Linked DNA regions of Rattus norvegicus: region 2 is linked to region 1. A link is a contact called in public Hi-C data. All regions are on one chromosome and are shown on one strand. Each heading gives the region's core, a stretch centred on a gene start, on an enhancer-like site or on the middle of the called end of the contact. The rest is flanking DNA. Distances are from core to core; before and after follow the strand shown.

What was found. A called contact is a pair of places that touch in the nucleus more often than the background predicts.
Region 2: a Hi-C map of kidney shows a contact between it and region 1, with 2.1 times the contacts expected there. The contact joins the promoter of Sh3bp4 here to the enhancer-like site in region 1. A contact is called at or near these places in 2 of 12 Hi-C or Micro-C datasets (kidney and liver).

Annotation. Positions count from the first base shown.
Region 1 is chr9:97,058,473-97,064,687 of GRCr8, reverse strand. No RefSeq gene overlaps it. Among named protein-coding and RNA genes, the nearest start is that of Sh3bp4, 46 kb to the left of the region's middle. Within about 2 kb of position 3,532, at least 5 of the 93 cell types and tissues checked have an H3K27ac peak or open chromatin away from gene starts, as enhancers often do. A contact at or near this core is called in kidney and liver, where this site is marked.
Region 2 is chr9:97,104,006-97,110,220 of GRCr8, reverse strand. It overlaps Sh3bp4 (SH3-domain binding protein 4), which reads right to left and starts at 2,344. Exons shown (of 6, transcript NM_022693.4): 1 at 2,169-2,344.

The sequences.
Region 1 (6,215 bases), core at 2,283-4,782:
TGATGTATCCTTGTATGGGGCTATGGTACCAGCCTGCCAATCATGGGCACTCAGGGATGTGAGCCTGTGCCAAATTGCTTTCTTCCTCTTCCCGTTGGCAGGGTGGGTCGTTCACCTGAACTTCCTGGTTTACTGTGCTGGCCTCTGTGCATCTGCCTGTCTCTGGTACTTGCTTGCCTCTCCAAGCTGTCCACAAAGGAGTCCTTCTTAGGCCTCTTAGGCAATACCCTTTTATTTCTGTCCCCTTCAACAAGCTTGATGGGCTCCCCCGTAAGCCCAGGATACATTTTACATATCTGACATTTGTGTCTTGTCCCTGTCACCTCTTACTCCATTCTCTGGTAGTTTGTCCCTGCCATCCAGCCCTTCCTTCCACCTTATTCTGCTGTCATTACCTCTTGACCATTGGAAGCTTGAGGCCTCAGCCTTGACCAAGCAGTTCAGCCTGGACTGAGCCATTCTCCTCTCCCAGGGAAGCAACAGTTCGAGGAACTGCTCCAGGACTGTTCCTCGCCCTCCCCTTTCACCTCATGTGGTTTCCAAAGAAAGTTCACATTGTCACACATGTGCACACACGGATGGATCTATGAAGATAGTAAATGTAACTCATATCGGAATATGAGCACCATGGTAAATTATGGATGTATTCAGAGAGGCAAGCGGTGTCTGAGGGAGAAATGAGGAAGATTACATAAATTGTTTTGAAACAATAATGCTCAGCTTCAGGGATCAGTAGCAAGGGTGGCTTTGGTCCAAGACTGAGCAGGCAGTCCCTAGGAAGACAACTCCACAGAACTGCTGTGCAGGGCTCTGGCTCTGGCTGAGTCTCTAGGAAAAGTTCCTGCTATCTGAACTTAACACACAGATGTGGGGGACACAGCTGTTCTCTTGGGAATAACTACTCACCCCAGATAGGGAACCTATGACAGACTAAAGTGCAGCTACCAGTAAAGTCCAGTTTGGTGAGCCTTTGAGTTTTACTGGGGATACTTACAGAATATAGGTGAGAGGTTACTTACAGGAACAGAAATGATTCAAAGACAGCTGCATCACTAAAAGCCCACCCCTCCATGGGTGACGATTTCCAAAATCTGGAACCTGGAGCACACTGCACAATCTGCAGGGACCTTTACATGTTGGGGTGTTCTTTTCTGCTGGCTCAGCTGGTCTCTGCTTCTTTCAGTAGCTCAGGTGCCTTGAGGGTGTCTCTCAGTAGTCTTTTACAGATTATATATGCTTGGAGAAGACTGGTCAGTTTCAGGAACTTCCTAAAGCTTTCTATTTGTTTTCTTCCTGAGCTAAAGGCATTTCTCTCCAGACAGAGCTGTTTCCCCCTCAACTTAGAATATCCTTTTGTTTCACCCCTTCTCTAACATCCTGGGCCCCAGGAGCTTCCCTCCAAGGTGGAAAGTCTTAGTCTCCCAGGAAACTGCTACAAATAAATACCAGGTGACCCTGTGCATAACCTTCCAGCTTTTATATACTTATTAATCTAGTTATTTCGTCAGTATCGGACACAAATAACTCAGTTTTGATTCTGATAACCTTTAAAATACATATATGTTATCTTAGTTAAGACTCCTAGAGCAAAATGGCTTAAGTTGGGTAATGGATAAATAATTAAAATTCATTTGCCATAGTTCTGGAGGCTCGGAAATCCAAGACAAAGGCTCTGGGGATCTGTGTCTGCCAACAGCTGCTTTTGCTTCTAAGACGGTATGGTTCCTTTCTGCTGAGTCATTATGGAGGAAGGAGGAAGATGAAGGTCGCAGAGAGAGGAACTCGTCACAATCCTAATTCACCAACGGGGAGAAAGCGTCATGGCTCATCACTTCCAGACGGCCCAACTTTCTAACAACCTCGCCTTGGCGTTTGCGTCCCAGCATGAGGGTACACAGTCATTCAAACTACCCCACACAGAAGTGTCTTAGTTAAGGTTTCTAGTACTGTGATAAAATGCCACAGCCAAGGCGACTTACAGGAGGAAGGATTTATTTAGGGTTTACAGCTCCAGAGGGTTAGAGTCCACGATCATCTTTGGGGGTGGGGCATGGCAATAAGCAGACGGATGTGGCAACTGGAGCAGCAAGCAGGGAACTGAGGGTTCACATTGCAAAGCACAAATGGAAAGCAGAGAGAAGGAACTTTTCAGACCTCAAAGCCAGTCCTCAGTGACATATTTTCCCCCCATAAGGCCACACCTCCTGACCCTCCCCAAACAGCCACTAAGTGGGGATCAAGAATTCAAATGCTTGAACTATGGGAGATGTTTCGTTTAATTCACTACAGCAAGCCAGCACAAATTCATAAATACAAAAGTATGCATATAATGTCTACATATATGATGTTTATAATGTCTACATATATGCACATGGGTGAATGCATTGTGCATGTTGCATTTATATTTGTAGGCTGTGAGCGCTACGCAGGTGAAGATACATAGTTTTCCTATATTGAGTATTACAGTATCTACCTATGAGAGATGTATAAGCAAATATTAAAATATCTTTTTCAAACATAAAGATATAAAACGTAAGTACGTTAGGAGAAATATGCACCTTTACATAACAACATAAACACAGAAACAAGTTATAAAACAAATACATCGATGTTTGTCCTGGTCTGAATATAAGATAACACTCACAGGCACTTAGGTTTGCCTGCTTGGTCCCCAGAGAGTGGCACTGTGTGGAGAGGATGAGGAACTTGCAGAGGGCCGCATGCAGCCCAGGGAAGTTAGTTCTGCGGCACTGCTAGGAGGGTCTTCCCAGCCCGTGGCAACCTACCGCTTCATGTCTAGGTTTTGTCTGGGCTGCGACGGCCTCTGTACCATGCTGAAGTTGGGGCCTAGTTTTGCCTCCCAGAAATAAGACTCAGACTCGACATACATTCACAAATACCTTGGCCATAGAGCTAGGCTCCTCTCCGACTAGATCATAGCTTAAATTAACCCATGTATTGGAGTCTTCATTGATAACCCATTTACTTTAAACTGCATTCTGCCAGGAGGCTGACTACCTGTGCGCAGGAACCACGTGTCTGCCTCTTCACATCTCATAGAAGATTTGCAATGCCATCACAACCACAGAACTTATAACCACCTTCATTTTGAAAATTCAAAACTATTATTCATTATATTATTATTATTATTATTATTATTATTATTAATTGAGACAGGGTTTCTCTGTGTAGCCCAGGCTGACTTGGATTTACTCTGTAGATTAGGCTGGCCTAGAGCTCACAAGGAAGCTATCTGTCCCTGCCTTTGTCTCCAAAGTATCGAGATCAAAGGCCTGGATTTATTTATATCTATGTACCCTTGAAAACGTTTAGATCAATTCCCAATTCTTTCTCCTTTCTTTCGAGATTAATATCTATGTGGGTAAATATACCTATAGTCCCATTTAGCAGCCCATAGACGAAGTATTCTCCAACTGGGGAAAATACACCAAGAGAATGGACCAGCCTGTCTTCCCACCTGGCTTGATGTCAATCCTCTGCTTATTGTTACAGAGCAGTGGAGGCAGCAACTAAAACTGGGGCAAGGTTCACCTGAGCACAAAGCCAACACAGCCTGGCTAATAATTTATGTAGTTTCTATTGCTTAGAACTGGAATCCTTATTCAGCCCGAAACCAGAAATAAAATATGCAAACACAGCGTGCAGGGGCGCACACAGGGCACACGGAGTGTGTTGGCCTCGTCAGCAACTGCCGGCTGGTGGTGCTTCAGGAGAGAGGGACTGGGGGTCTGCGGGAACAGACAGAGGCCTTAGCGAGGAGAGCCAGGGAGCCCTGCACAGCAGAGTGAAAAGCTATTGTCTCAGCCCTGGCCTTTAGAGACATCCCCAGGGTCCCGTAAAGTACGAGTCAGCTTTGGAAGGACCTGGGGCATCTCAGTTCCCGAGTTCTCTGCAAAAGGTGAACTATGCTCTTAAAGCCAGTTTAAAATCAGCAATGTGCCCTGTTCAAACCCCATCTCCTGTAAAGAAGTCTACTAGGGATATCGTGTGCGTGGGTGCGTGTGTGCGTGCATGCGTGGGCTGGCCCTCCTGTGCTCACTTGGATGCCAGAGGTCAACATCAAGTGTTTTCACCTCTCCGCTTCATCTTTGTGAGACAGAGTCTCTCATTGAACCCAGAGCTGATTCTTCTAGACTGGATGGTGAGCGACTCCTAGGGATCCATCTGTCTGTACCTTCCCAAGGCTAGGATTACAGGCCACTCCCAGTTTTAATACGGGTCCTGGGATTTGCATTCCGGCCCTCATGCCTGTACTGCAAGCTCTTTACCAGCCATACTGTCTCCCTAGCCCCTCCTTTGAAATATTTTTGACTGGAGTTTGGGGTTACCTCTGAGCTGGAGTAGAAATGCGGTCTTCAGTTGGATGTTGATCTGTGAGTGTGGCTTCTGAGCAGAGGTGTACCTCACCTTACACAGCCATCATCAGGAATCCCCAGGCACAGCCCAGCCTCCAGGGTGTTTACGATTAAGAATTTACCCCACGACAATCTTCTCAGTGACCTTGACCTAGTACATCCCACTCTGTTTACTCTCTGACTTTGAAATGGCTTTTATTGTAACCCTTATCCTAGATGGAACGGCTTGGTGGCATGTTCCAGCCTCCAACTCACTGTGCAGTGTAGGGGTGACCTTGAACTTGTGATCCTCCCGAGTGCTAAGATTACAGGGGTCTCCCACCATGTCCCCTTTATGTGTGTGCCGTGGATGTTGACACTAGGGCATTGGGCATGCCAGGCGAGCATAACCTAAGTAGTTATTAGTTTGTGAAAAGATGAATTTGAAATCTCAAAATCTAGGCTCCAAGCATGACGGGCCGCGTCTCGAAACCCGAAGTAGCGAGGTAACATTGGCTCAGACTAGTGCTTCCCCAGTGAGACTGGATGAAGGTATTTGGCAAAACGCTCTGTTTATGTTAATCTCTCCAGAACCATGCCCAGCTGACAAGCTTCAGGACACAGTTCTGGCTGTTAAATGTTGAGACGTTTGTTCCTCCTAATGCCTGCCTTCCCAAGCTCATTTCCTCTTCTCCACAGTCCTGAGGGATCTGCAGCCCCAACTGCCTGTTCATTCTTCCCTCCACATTCCCACCAGCCCCAGACGAAAGAGTTCCAGAGCCCAGAGTTTTCTGCCTTTGGCTCTAAGAAACACACGTTTATTTTCCACAGTAACTAGAGCTTCACCTCAATGTTAAAAATTAGAATTACAGAAATTAAAAATTGGCCACACTGGGCGTATTCTCTCTCCCTCACTCTGAAAGCATAAATTATGCCTCTACCTTCTGGATGAACTGAGTATAAAAGCCCCCCACACTGTTTGCTCCAATGTTTGCTTCGCACAGCAGAAGCAGGCTAAATTATGTGTTTCAGAGCTCCCCGAAGCTGTAATTCCGGAAACATATAATTACGCCCTGGCATTATCAAAGAGCAGAAAATATTTTTCTTTCACTTTTTTCGATGGTTTAACAACCACTCTGGATTTTTACTTTTTGTGACAGCAGGCCAGTAAATAAGTCAAAACTCCATATCCAGTAAATACATACAATTATTAAGTGCTAATAAAACCTTTAAGTGTTTAAGGAGACGGAAGCTTTAAGTACCCTGGTTTGATCACGGCATACTGCAGATGTATGTTGTGTGACCCACACTGCACACCACCAATTTGTATAATTAAGATCATAACGGGGGCTGGAGAGATGGTCCAGCAGTTAAGGGTCCGCTGCACTTCTGGAGGATGCTGTTACCAGCTCTCATTTCAGGCTGTTCACAATCACCTGCAACTCCAGCTCCAGGATTCCAACAGTTCAGGTCCCTACACACACACACACACACACACACACACACACACACACACACTTAAAATATTCTTTTAATTGTAATTAATTTTTAAAAGACTCTTAGAATAACTGGTAAAGGCAAATGCGTGTCAAGGAGTATGCTGTGTGTCTCGACGTAAGTACACTGTCTTATTCCATATGGGATAGGTTCTCCAGTCCTAAGTGATCAGCCCTAATCAAATACAATTACAAATCCCTGGACTTAGCAGGCTGACCCCTATGTAACGACAACTACAGAAGAAGGGGTCCTGAGTTTGAGAAGGAGTTGAGGGAGCATGAGAGGAGTTCCAAGGGGAGAGAGAGAGAGAGGTGGAAATGATGTAAGGATCGTATTCATATGTGAACATTTTTTTTTTTTTGG
Region 2 (6,215 bases), core at 1,095-3,594, 47 kb before region 1:
CCTGCTGCTGGATTAGCAACCGGCAAAAGAGAAATTCTAGGAAGACCCATTCCCCCACCCCCAGCCCCTTCTACTCCCACCCAGAAAATTAGCAACACAACTTCTGTTAACAACAACCAGAGCGAAGGGTGCCTCATAAACAATTTATCCAGCCAGCTTTCTGGACCCTTCCAAGGCCCTGTCTGAGCTCGCATCTGCAACCAGACCTAGGACACATCAAAGTGCTGGTGGGAGCAACAATTAGAAACAAAACTATCAAAGGGTCACCAGGAACCTGAAGAAAAGCTTCCAGCCTGACTCTGGCTCTGGGCGGGGAGACTGGGTAAGGACAAAAGGCAGCCTGTGCCTCACCTCTCGGTCTGGATCCCTGTTAATTGTTCGTTAAGAACAGTAAAGCCTGGTGCCAGATCCTGGGGACAACAGGAAAAGAAGGAAAGTCCACAGAGGCCTTGCTGGCATTTCTGCAGCCAGCTTGGGAGCCGGTCATTGTTCAATCGGTAAACACGTGAGACCGAAAACAAATCGCTGGGAAACCAGGTTGTTCACTTCATGTGTCCTCCCAGGACCAACTGTTCTCTCTTGGAGGGTGACCTGGGCAGGCATTTACAGGGCATTCTACAGCTCTGCATGTCCCAGGCACCAATGCCCCCTGACTTTAGGACACCCCCCCCACCCCCGCCCAAGTCCAAAAGATGCTGCAGGAAGGATCCTTGAGAAGACCAGTTACTTCCAAGCCTCTCACTTTGAAGGGCTTCGCCTGCACCAACAGGAGAATCGAGTGTGCTCTGGGGATCCCTGAGGCCTGCCTAGATCTTGCTTCCTGGGCAGGAGAGCCAAGCTCTAGGTAGCTTGTTTTACCTAGCTACCTAGATGACACTGTACAACAGCTAAATGCTCCCTAGCACATTGAAATACAGCCGCTGTCCGTCTAAGGATGCCAAAAACGCTCTGCAAACCATCCATTAAATTTTATGGTAGCCTAGGAAGCAGATTGAGAATCATTACTGTCATTTTTACAAGGCTCGACACCAAAACCACGGACTGGGCTGAGGTACCGGGTCCCCGCTTCTCTCCATCTGTACCCACCATCTTATGGGAAACCCCATACATCAAAAGGGCACTCGTGACTATCAGAAACAGCCTTTGTGGTAAGGCAGATCAAAAAATCCAAACTTTGGACACGAGACAATCAGAAAGGTAGAGAGTGGATGGTTTCATGCAAGGGTTTTCTCCCGATTAGGCAAGGAGGCGCCAGGTATAATTCAATGATTAAATCTACAAGGCTGTGACACCCCCACCCCAACGAATGTGGGATCGGCGGTAGATCTCCTGTGTTGTTTATTTCCGCTCTGGGCACTCATTGCTTTTATAATCAGAGCAAAAGTTATACGAACTTTATTTCTGCTGCTAAATCACAGAACACCAATCTGCTGCACTAACAAGGGAAGAATAAACATGAATAAAGCCCAGCATGGTATTCTCTTTCCAATCTCGTAGATCCACGAGGCTCCACAACCTTCTGCGTACGCAGAGCGGCCAGCCTGCTCTCCACCGCTCCTCCCGCGCGGCATCTGCAAGCGCCCCACACCGGGGAAGGGCCAGCGCCAGCCAGCCCCACAGTACACACTAAGCTCCCTAAACCTGCACACTACAACGCCAGATCCCAGCGGGGAGCCTCCTGGCCCCCAAACCCTCTAACAAGACACACTGGGCGGCGCAGGGCGGCTTCCCGGTAAACAGCACTTGCAGAACAACGCTCCTCTATCCTAACCGCTCCCACCCGCACACCCCGGCGCTGTCACCTCGGGGCTGCGCGGTCACTCGATCACCAAGACAGAAACTGGAGTTTTCAATTTCATCCTCCAGGAGGGCTATCCGAAGAAGTTGAAATGTGCATTGTCACCAAGTTTAACCCGGAGCCGCTCTCTCTTCGCTCCTCCCCAGAACCACGCGGGTGGCGCCGCGACCCCTCTCCGCCTTCCCTGCGCCCCAGGCCCTAGCGACCACGATCCGCAGCCCGGATCAGGCTGTGACCACAGAGGGCAGGGCACCGGGAGCTCAAGGGGTTCGGAGCTGTTCGGGGCTAGCCGCGCCCCTGGGTCCGGGATGCTGCCCGAAGCCACAGCGCGCAAGGGGGTAGAGTGCGCCGTCCGGCCCCGGGCTCCTACCTGGCTCGCATGGCGCCCCACGGGTCCTGCGGCTCCCTTGTCCTGTGGGGCTCACCCGGCCGGGGGCGCGCACCGCTCCGAGAACCACAGTCACAGCGATCGAGGCAGCGGAGGTGGTGAGGTACCCAGACACCGCGACGGCCCAGAGCGCTCAGCCCCCGCCGGCGGGCGCAGAGGTGGTCTGGGCCGGGGCGGGGCGCGAGCGCGGGCGGGGCCGGGGCGCAAACAGCGGGCTCGAGGAGGGCGGAGCGCAAGCAGAGACCGCGGGAGGGGCGGTGCCAAAATTGTGGGCGGGGCGGGAGAGGGGCGGGGTCAAGCTCAGGCTTGGGCGTAGGAACCCGGGACGGATTCGCACTTTTGAGGAGGAGTCTCTGTCGGAGAGGCGGGGCCTAGACGATACTGGGGCAGACGTGGGCAGGGCGTGCTCAAAGGGGCGTGGGCAATTTGAGGCTGGAGCGAGTAGGGACTGTGCCCGGAGCTGGGGGAGGGCAGTTCTTAGCAAAGGCGGGGCCTGGCTGAAGGGGGCGGGGCGTTCTGAATGGGCGGGGACGACTGAGCGGCTGATTTACTTAGGGAAAAAGGCTTGGCTGACTGGCGCCTCCACTGCTCCGGCGCGATTCCCGCCAACACTCCTCCTTGTCTCCTTCCTGAACAGCGCCAGTTGAGGGAGCAGGGTTGAAGGCTCGGGGGGTCCCCCTGTACCTATAGAAGAACAAAGATGATGGAGACCTCCGGTGCTCGGTTTGGGGGGAACCTTCCCGGGAGAGGTTAAGCAGTAAAACGAAGAATTTTAAAAAAACAACAACAACTCAGCTTTAGGGAACTACTACAAGGGGAGGAGAGCTGCCCACTGGGCAGGCTGCAACAGAATACAAGTCAGCATATTTACACTTCCTTTGCCTAGGCTCACACACAGAAGTAGAGGCTCCGTGCGAGCTCAGTGAATGATCACACTGAGAGGCAACGGAGCAAAAGCAGCCCAAGCTTGGCTACTCTCATGAGTCATCTCACGGGAGCAGACAGAGGCCTGTAGGGTTGATTGCCTCAGTGAGGTCAAATCAGCCTTTGACTGCGGTGGTGGTGAGGGCAGGGAAGGAAGGCTGCCACTTGGAGCCGGTAGCAATCATCTTTAATGTTGTCACAGATCCAAATCCAGCAGCCCATTGAGTCCATCCTCACTATAATCGCCGGCCACAGTTACCGTTCTTATTTTCAAAGTGACTTCAGATGTTAATGCAGATTATCATAGTCAGCAAGATCACATGGGAGGGGGTGTGCGTCAGAGTCAGAATTCTAGCCAGTTTTCTATCTCCCATGTTCTTTATGCTCCCCTTCCCATCAATCCTTGCACTCGTGGTGGAATTTCTTATTCTCTTAGAACATGGAAAAAATTACTCCTTAAATGTAGCTGTAAAGAGGCAGTCTTCTAAAAGTGCAGGTGACTTACCTGGTTGGAGGAGGTAGGGGTGGAGGTAACAAAAGCATCCAGACTGGAGGGCATGTCAGGAGCCAGCCTCTGTGCGAGTCACTTACCTAGATGAGTACAGAGCTTATGACTTAGCGGAGGGTCTAGCACAAAGCAGCAGTCACTAAGTATTAGCTATTTGTACTGCTGCTACTCCAAACGACTTCTGTCTAAACCATGTCAGAAAGAGGGAGAAGGAAAGCATGAATGGACGTGGGCTGGGCTGGGGTTATAGCTCAGTTGGTAGCGCGCTTGCCCAACATGCACAAAACTCTGGGTCCCATCCTCAGCACCAAATAAACGGGAAATGTGGTGGCTCAAGCCTGTACTCAAGAGGTGGAGGAAAGGGGATTGAAGGATGGTAGAGGCAGGAGGATCAAGAGTTGAAGGTCATACTCCTCTACATAGTAAATTCTAGGTCAGCCAGGGATGCGTGAGTCCCTGTCTTGGAGAATGGAAAGATGGATCAGAGGTTCCTAGCTCCCCCATGGCAACTTATAAATATCTCTAATTGGAGTTCCAGGGGATCTGATACCTCTGATTGCCCTTCATAACACCAGGCATACCTGTGGTACACAGACATATGTTCAAGCAAAACACTCATTTACACAAAATAAATAGATAGATAGATAGATAGATAGATAGATAGATAGATAGATAGATAAATCTTTTTTTAAGGGCCTGTTGGGTTAGGTGTCATATACCTTAATTCCAGTATTTGCTAAATGAGGCAGGAAGATTGTGAATTCAAAGACAGCTTAGATCTATTACTAGACTGAATCCGTCTCAAAAGAAGAAAAGCTTATGAAACATTGAAAAAGACAAGCGAGTTGAAAATGATCAAAGGTATAAAAAGATGAGTCCCCAAACACTGCAAATGGCCCAGCCCATGAAAGGCTCCTCAGCTGCCCGGAGCACAAAGCTTAAAAAGGAGCAAGGAGGTGAGAAAGCCCAAGTGTGGCCTAGGCAATGCTTGGGTTACTGGAAGCAACGGTCGGAGACACACCGCACATCAAAGTATGGAGCTGGGTAGAAATCAAGACTGCAATGTGACGCTTTGCCTGGGGGAGCAGAAGGCATGGGCTCCAGTGCCCACTCAGAGTGAGGAGTAGACAGAATCCAGGATCTTGAAACAAAATAAGGAAGAGGAAGAGGTGCCCACTTCTTCCTGCCTTAAGTCTGATCTGACTTCGGAAGAACTAAACACTGTGTTTAGGTTAAGTCATCTGTGAAGCATTCTGAGTGTTTGGGAAGGAATGAGGTCTCTAGATGTACTTCCTGGTGAGCCAATGCTTTGTGGTTCCACCAGCTTTTATGGCTTTCTCTTTTTGTAAAAATCTCTAAGTCAGAAGAAAGGAGAAAATGAGCCACCCCAAGCAGTGACCATGTTCAAGTGTTCAATGAGCATTACTGGTGAAAATGGGACAGCAATAACCCAGTCGATAACTAGGGGTTTTCAGCACAAGAATGGTACTTGTTTGTCTTGTGGATTAAAGAATTCCAAGAGCTGGGCACAGTGTCACACACCAATAGTACATCAGTTGGAAGATAGGGACAGAAGAATCAGGAGTTCAAGGACAGCTTCTCTTACAGACTGGGTCCTAGGTCAGCCTGGGGTCTATGAGATTTTGTCTCAAAACTGAGAGAAAAGCAAAAAAGAAAAAGAAAGAAAGAAAGAAAGAAAGAAAGAGAGAGAGAAAGAAAGAAAGAGAGAGACCCAGTGTGGTGGGCTGGGAAATCTGATTGTCTGGGCTCAAATGTCAACTCAACTACATTAAGCAAGGCCACCCTGAGCCTGTTTTCTCACCTTAGGCTAGGTGTAATTGGACAGGTAAGATGGCTCAGCAGGTAAAAGCACTTGTCATGCAAAGCCTGACAGCCTGAGTTTGATCCCAGGAACACACATGGTAGAAGGAAGTGCCCTTTGACCTCTATACTAAGGCTGTGACATGAGTACAACCCTCTCCCAATAAGTAAGTAAATAAATAAATGTAAAAAATACAGATGGGTATGATGCAAGAATTAGTGAAGATAATGTGTAAATATTGTTTAGCATAGTACTGGGCACACAATGCATCACTTACACATGTAACCTATTATTTATACATACTTGTTCTGATAAATAATATTCTTTGGTTCACATTAAATCCAAGTGAATGAGTCTGGTTCTTAAATGTACTCCAAATAGAAATGTTCTTTTCAAAGGGACATCCACTTTGCTTTTAGGAAGCAGGTTAGTGACAGTGTCCAAAGCAGTGCCTCAGCTAAGTTCTGTATGGATCCTCCACAGGTGTGTGCATGGCATGATATGAAACTGCCTTTTGGGGATGTCTCATATGCTGTTAAGCCTTGAGTCTGAAATCTACCCCAACAGAACCACATTTGGAGTCCTTGTTTCCCAGCCTAGTGGTGCTATTTTTGGAAAGCAGTGGAAGTGTGTCATTCAGGATGGGGATTTCCCCATGAGAGCCTGGCCCCTGGTTCTTGTCTTCTGCTCTACCTCCCGACTACCCATGACGATAACAAGTCTCTTATACATCCCCCTCCACCAGGAACTAAGCTGCCTCCCTCACTTTCTGAAC